Regions from separate parts of the Anser cygnoides genome. Here region 2 is linked to region 1. Evidence: chromatin contacts called from public Hi-C data. All regions are on one chromosome and are shown on one strand. The core of a region is the stretch at or near the end of the contact, and the rest is flanking DNA. Distances in the headings are between cores, read along the strand shown. Region 1 holds the start of DBH (dopamine beta-hydroxylase). Region 2 holds the start of ADAMTS13 (ADAM metallopeptidase with thrombospondin type 1 motif 13).

Region 1 (3,726 bases), core at 95-2,594:
CGGAAACAAAGCCAAGAGAGGAGGAGAAGCCGTGCTTGGAGGGTAGGAACGGGGCAAGGCAAAAATCTGTTCTCAGGGCCCTTTGTCACGCAGCCAGCTGTCTGCCCGAGGAACCGGGGCTGGCATCCGAGGGACACCCATCTGAGGCTGCCAGCATCTCGCTCAGCACGGCTGGGACCGAGCCCAGGAGCCGGGGGCACGGCGGGGACGCTGCCTCCTCCTGCAGGGTGCGGAGAGGCTGAGCGGTGCCACCGAGGAGGTGCAGCCCCTCGGCTGCTCCCCGCCTGCTGCAGCCTCCCCGGGGTGCTGCGGGGTTCGGTGCCACCTCCTGCAGGCACCGAGAGGCTTCGGGGGGGAAGGAGCGTTCCCAGCCTGTCTCTGGTACCTCCTCACTGTGCCATCCTGACGTGTGATTTTGAAGCTGACACCAGCAGCAGCTGGGGTTTGCCGATGACACCCTCGTCTGGAGAGCTCGGCTCGTCAGCTTTGCTTTGTGTCGGTCTTTGCCTGGCAAAGCTGAGTGAGAGAGCACCCGTAAGCCAGAGGTCACCCTGCAAGGAGAGCACCGTGGGTCGATCGCCGTGCCCCTGGATAACCGCCGTGTCTCAGGACACGATGAGAACCTCATTGAGTGCAGCAGAGGTGCACACGTTGATGATTCATTGCAACACCGGGCACCAAGCTCCATCCTCGCGTTACGCAGCGCTGGGGAACCGGCTCTGCCCGGCGACATTGCTGCAAGGACCGCGAGCGAAACCCGAGCTCCACGGGGACGGAGGGGACTCCGGGAGGCATCCAAGGGCGCTGCTTGTCACGGGAGCTGGCACTGATACAACGGGGCCACAAGCTCCGAGTGTAAACCAGGCAGTGTGTGTGTATCAGAGCTTGAGGCTCTTCGTTCCGGTTAGCGCAGAAAAGTTAATATCCAAAAGAGAACGCAGCAGGCCAAAGAGATGAGAAGGGGGATGGTGGGGGACAAAAGGGTATCTTCAAACCAGAGCTGAAGTCCCAGCTGCTACAAAAACAAAGGAATAACAACTATTTAATGCCTCCAAAGGAGCAGGCAGGCAGGGCCTTCGACGGGAGCCACAGCGGGGCCACACAGAGCCGTCGACAGGCAGCAGCGGCAGGGCACAGCATGGCCGTGCAAGGAGCAGCTTGCAAGAAAGCGGCACTTTGCAGCCACTAAGGATGATTTAAGAGCAAATAACATCAGCCCAGTCGAGTTCAATTGCTATTGATAATGTCCATGTGCAATTAGAGCCAATTAAGGGGAGGCAGAGAATGACAAGTGTTTGGCCAGGAGGTGGGGGGGTGGGGGGGGAGTCAATACCACAATCCAATTTCCCCACAACCAAATGCAATTAAAGAGTATCGCTTACCCGGCTCGCCCAGGAGGGCCAGCGCATAAATGGCAAAAGCCAGGAGGGCGGCTGCCATCCTGCCCAGCATGCAGACCTCCGGCAGCAAGCCGTGCCCCTGCCCCGGCTTCAAGCTGCGGGAGGTGGCGTCCGTGTACTTCACCATGATCGCCGTGTTCCTGGTCATCCTGGTGGCCGCCCTGCAGGGCTCGGCGCCCCGCGGCACCTATTTTCCCTACAAGGTGCCCCTCGATCCCCAGGGGCTGCTCGAGCTCTCCTGGAACGTCAGCTACCCCGAGCAAGCGGTGTACTTCCAGATCCTCAGCAGGGAACTCAAGTTCGGGCTCCTCTTCGGGATGTCGGACCGGGGAGAGTTTGAGAATGCGGACCTGGCCGTGCTCTGGAGCGACGGGCACAGCTCGTATTTTGGGGTGAGTTGCACGTGTTTTGTCACGGCTGCTTTTGGGGTTGCTGCCCGACGGGTGAATCTGATCTATTTAATTGGGGCAGAGCTGGTCCAGAGCACGGCACGGGGCTGAGCGGGGCTAGACTGCTCTCGCTGCTCAATGAAAGTGGTCCAAAAGAGCTGGGGGGGTTCTGGTCCAGAGGCCTATGCTGTGGGCTTGGTATAGGATCTGAAATCCGAAGAGAAAGGGATAAATGCAGTAACTCTGCTGTACTCATCCGCAAGCGCTCCAACAGGTGGTTGCACAGAGAGCTCGGCTACACGCAAACGCAGGCTGCATCGACAGCTTGGTTCGCCTGTGCGCTGCCCTCAGCCGCATTAAAAATTAACCACCGCTCCCATTCCTGACTTTGAGAAAGCGCAAAAGTTATCAACCAGCAAGTCTGCTCCTGCCAGCGCCAATGAGCCGCCTGCAACTCACGTTTGCAGCTACAGCAGAGATCAACAGGACACGGGAAAACCCAATCCGACGGCCGCCTGCCAGCAGCGTGGTGTTATCAGAAATTAAACAGGCAGAAGTATTTGGGCGGTATGCAAATGCCCGGTGGTAGCAGATGGGGAGGGGGAACTCGTTTGTAGCTTTGCCATTTGATTTTTTTGTCCTTTCTTACACAGTCCGTTTGTCCAGGCTCTCCTGTGGTTTGTCTTTCCGCCGGGGCTGGAGCTGCAATACCTCACCCCGTGCCCTCCGGCAGCTCCCTGTCCCCAGATCACCACGTTAGGTTTATTGCAATTGCGCTTCACTGCAGAAAGCAATTCACATTTTCCCTGTGTGAAGCTTTCCAGTAAGTTAAATTTTACCTCTCTGCTTACTTGAAATTAGCCGTAAAATATATTCTTTCACAATCAGCTGCAATGTGATCTGCAGTGCAATGAAAGGATGAAAAGGAGGGCTTATTATCTGTACTGTTTTCCTGCTAATTACCAGCCATTCAGGATGTGTGATGACCCAAATGCTACAGTATTTCACAGCATCATGTTAAAAAAAACATAAAGGATCATTGCTAATCTGCCTTCTTGTGCTCACTGGAAGACAAACAGCGCTGAATTAAACGCCGAGCAGCATTGGGGCTCTCTCTTTCAGTTGGTGCTGAAGAGCATCCTGCAAGGAGCTCTCTGTAAACCTCTACAGCCCTGGTTTTCTCTCTCCCAGCAGTCTTTCTGCTGGATAAGGATGTCAGCTGTTAAAGAGATCCAAATTTGCTCACCCCCCCATGTACTATGAGATTAATTTGCACAACGCACTCCTATGAAAACAAATGTCATGCTAGCTTCATGTAGCTGATTTTATTCTCCCCCTCTAAGGACAATATGTTCTCGAAATATCACTCTATACTTCTGGCTGAAACGATGCCAAGATGCTTTATTCTTTTTCTTTTATTTCTTCCCCCGAGATGAGAGAACCAGTGCCACTGGTATTGGTGCTGCAAGGTACTTCCCAGGGGCCTTTTCTTGGTAAACAAAAGCCACAAACAAGAGATGCAAAAATCAAGACAAAGATGTTGTTCTAATCCAAATTATTAAAATTATTCATATATTATTTATAAAATTTCTACTCCAACCCTTCCAACCCCTAAGCACAGGAGGAGCTTACCACGTTGCTTCCCAGCGTGGCTTTGTCACCACCATTAACCGAGAGCAGTTTTCAGCCTTGCCTGGCTCCTGGGACAATCTGTCCACGGCGAGCTCAGGGCATTAAAGGGGTTCGTCGTTCAAAGGGCTGACACTGCAGCCCATCAGGGGGCTGATCTCAAATCGAGAGCAGCTGGCTTGTGGCAAGGGTTGTGGAAAACACATCACCCTGCTCAGAAAGTGCCCCCAGCCGTACACCCAGAACAACACAGACTGATGCCACCCTGCAGGCTTTCCTCCCCCAGCTCCTTTCCCCAAATGCATGTC
Region 2 (3,345 bases), core at 298-2,797, 130 kb before region 1:
CTTCTAGCAACTTCTGCTGCTTCAGGTCCTATTGCTGCTTCAATATCTTTTGGATCAACATCATCAAACCAGATGTCAGCCCTGGTAAGTACAAATTTAATTACATTAAATAGTTTTAAAGTGGTTTTCCATCTTTATAGTGTAGGAAAAGCAGATTTATTTTTAAATCAAGAAATCAGCTCTGAAAAGTAGTCTAGTACTGTCATCTATGCAAGTTTGTTGCCTTATCCGAGGAGGGGCACTGTTCATCTTACTTCTCCCAAAATATAGTCTGGAAGAGTGCAGCTATTTCAAATGTAATACCCTGTACTCCTTACATACACCTCCTAAAATAAACATTCAAATACATGCATGATGCCTGAAGTACTCACTCTTTGGGCTGCTGCTCCACAGCTTCAGCTTTCCTCTTCTTATGTTTTACATCACCCTTCTCCTTTTCAATATTGCCATTCTTCCTTTTTTCCTTGCAGCTTTTTCCATTGCTTTTGGTGCCGTTTAAATTCTTGTCCGTTGCAACCTTCTTGGATTTTGGCTTAGCCAAAGGAGGATTGTCTTTCGCAGAACTGTTGTCCGTTTTATTTGTGGATTTGGGCTTTAAATTCTTGTCCGCTGCAACCGCCTTGGATTTTTTCTTATCCAAAGGAGGACCGTCTTTAGCAGGACCATCTTCCTTTTTGTTTGCGGATTTGGGCTTTGCCACGTTCTCATTCCCTTTGCTAACTGGAACTTGTTGGCTGGTCCCCTCTTTGAGCGGATGCTTCTTTTTGGTGTGTGTTTGACATGCAGAGTGGGACTCATCCGAGTTATTTGCCTTTTGTTTCAGTAGCTAAAATGACCAAAAGAAAAAAAAAAAAGAAAAAAAGATTATCTCCCTTCAATTCTACCCTGCTGTCATTTGTTAGAGTACTCCACACAATACCTCAGCGTGAAGCTGACCAGGGCTCTCTTATCTGGCTGAAGGGGCATTACTGCAACGGCATCTCCCAGACCCCTGCGCGTTATTTTAACACGAAACCATGTTTTTTAATTACTATACGCGGTGTGGAACTGTACTAGCAAGGAAAACGACAGCATCCCTGGCCTGGCGGCTCGCCCTCACCTCCTGCAGCGCCTTCCAGTTGGCGGAGAACTCCTGGGGGCTGCGGGGCAGGGCCGTCGCCATCTTAGGGCCCTGCGGGGCGGCAGGCTCCGCGGGGCGCCGCCAGAATTTCTTCCTCTTGCCTTTCCCGCGGGCCCCGGGGCTCGGCCCCGCAGCCCCGGGCTCCGCGGGGCCCCGTTTTGCCATGTGGGGACGGGGAACGGGAATCGAAAGGGCCGCGGCCGCCGTTTCCTCAGCGCCTCGCAGCAGCGGCCCGCCGGGGAACGCAGCCCCGCGCTGCGGTTCCGGGCGCCGGGGCCGGGCCTGCGCTGGCGGCCCCTGGCGGCTGCGGGAGCGGCCGGCGCTGAGCCGCCCGTGGGGCGAGCCCTGAGGAGGGGGGAGTCTGGGGCTGGGGTTTGAATAAAGCTGGGGCTTCAATAAAGCTGGGGTTTCAATAAAGCTGGGGCTTTCACGAGGGTATTGTTTGTGTGCTTGGGGGGCAGGTCCCGCGGGCTGGCGGCACCCCGAGGGCTGACCCGAGGTCCTGCTTTAGACGCGGGTGGCAGACCCTGCTGTGTGTGCCCTGTGTGGCCGCCATCAGGGCCTGGCTCGTGGTTTCGAGGTGCTGCGTCTTGCCATGCCTCACGGTCTGTCCAAGTCCACCTGTGAGGCTCCAGCATGGTCGAGGTGCAGGGAGCAGCAATGCACAGGTTGAACAAATTGGAGCCCAGTTCCGCCCCCCCACCCTGCAAATTGTGCCTTGTTTATTTGGCTGCTAAAACTGGCCCAAAGCTCCTCTTATGGCTGTGCTCTTTGGCTGTAATAAAGCTGCAAACGTTGCGCAAAAGCTCTGCCCCTACAGCTGTTCCTGTAAAACCTCCTGCAGCAGTTCAATTCCCCCTCGACTGTCCCTCTCTGCAGAAGATCAACTCTCCTGTTTGTTTAAACTGTGTATTCTTCACTTCCGTTCCACGTGATGCCTCGGGCTAAACATTTTAATCACCCTTGGGCCAGAGTTTACTCTGCAGCACTGGTTGCAATTCTTCCAGCATGATCATCAGCTTGATGATCCGAGCTCTCATGATGTTCCCTCTGGGATTTTGTTGGCCATCCATTCTCCAAGAGGTAAGTTTGACCTCCAGAAAATGCAGTTTCCAGGAAGCCTTTTTTATTTCTAGGAAAAAAAAAAAAAAAAGGAGAGAAAACACAATGTGTTCTAAGCCAAAATGTATCAAACCTCACTAATCAAGAAGATAAAGTTATTTCCTCTGGGTGGCCATTGTGCAGCATATGCTCAGTGCAAAATAAAACCATTAGAACTTGGCATCGATACTTGTTGAATTGTTTGCTGATGTTCCTTCTAGGTTAGGTTCAGTTAAATAATAGTCTTGTATCCATTTGTTTTTCTTTAAAAAAATAAAGTAAAGCCATTCTTCTTCTTGCAGAAATTTCTCAGAGCTTTGGATCCGGAAGATATTTTCTCTTATTTTGGAACCAGCTCAGTGTCTGATGGTATGCAGAGCTCCTTCCTTCTTGATGTTGGAACACATTTGTCAGTTTATTTCTAATCCCGTACATTTGATAATGCTAAGAACGCTTATTAACTAACTCTGTTCTGACAAGCATTTAGCATTTCTGAGTTGCATTACTCAGTGAGGTAATCTGTGTCTCAGTGTGTTGAAGAACTGGGTCAGTATTTAAAATCTCCTAAAGGAGATACAATAAATCTTTTTACGCATTTCTGCTACAGTCCTCGTTCTCTGTATTGATATATTTCTACGAGATTAACGCATCCAAGTCATCTGAATGGGAAGCTATAAACTAAGAATAGCTTTAAATGCACTTGTTATTTTTTTTAAATAAACAGATGGAGAGACTAGCACTCTAGGTCTGGATTGGTGGTAGTTCAGAATAAAGATACATTTTGAACTCCCAAATTCTTGAAGCAAGGATGTTGTTGACTTGTGAGTTCATCTAGCGCACTTTCCAGTGTCTCTGTTTGGGTTATGATTATTCTCACTCAGTAATGCTTAACATCTGAGGAAGTAAAACTGTCTCAGCCTTTGTCAAATGAGCCGTTCTCCTTAACAAGGGAGCAGAAGCACAGATAAGTCAGAAGCTAGTTTCAGAGCTGTTGTCTGTTCCCGGTCAGAGTACCCTGCTTTGGAATAGTTGAACGCACAGAAGTTCTTTGACTATTGGCAAAGTGACCTCAAAAGGCACAGTTGTCAGTTGGAGAATAATTTTTTGCAAGGATACAAATTATT

The links. Hi-C and Micro-C count contacts between places; a contact is called where the count stands out from the background.
Region 2: a contact with region 1 is called in a Hi-C map of liver, with 16 times the contacts expected there. The contact joins the promoter of ADAMTS13 here to the promoter of DBH in region 1. A contact is called at or near these places in 3 of 7 Hi-C or Micro-C datasets (granulosa cells and liver).

Annotation. Positions count from the first base shown.
Region 1 is chr20:4,334,325-4,338,050 of Taihu_goose_T2T_genome, reverse strand. DBH (dopamine beta-hydroxylase) reads left to right here and starts at 1,344. Exons shown (of 13, transcript XM_066981006.1): 1 at 1,344-1,430; 2 at 1,433-1,792. The coding sequence starts at 1,359.
Region 2 is chr20:4,462,993-4,466,337 of Taihu_goose_T2T_genome, reverse strand. ADAMTS13 (ADAM metallopeptidase with thrombospondin type 1 motif 13) reads left to right here and starts at 1,547. Exons shown (of 29, transcript XM_066980650.1): 1 at 1,547-2,203; 2 at 2,524-2,590. The coding sequence starts at 2,129. It overlaps REXO4 (REX4 homolog, 3'-5' exonuclease), which reads right to left and starts at 1,400. Exons shown (of 8, transcript XM_013193976.3): 1 at 1,100-1,400; 2 at 372-826; 3 at 1-81. The coding sequence starts at 1,285.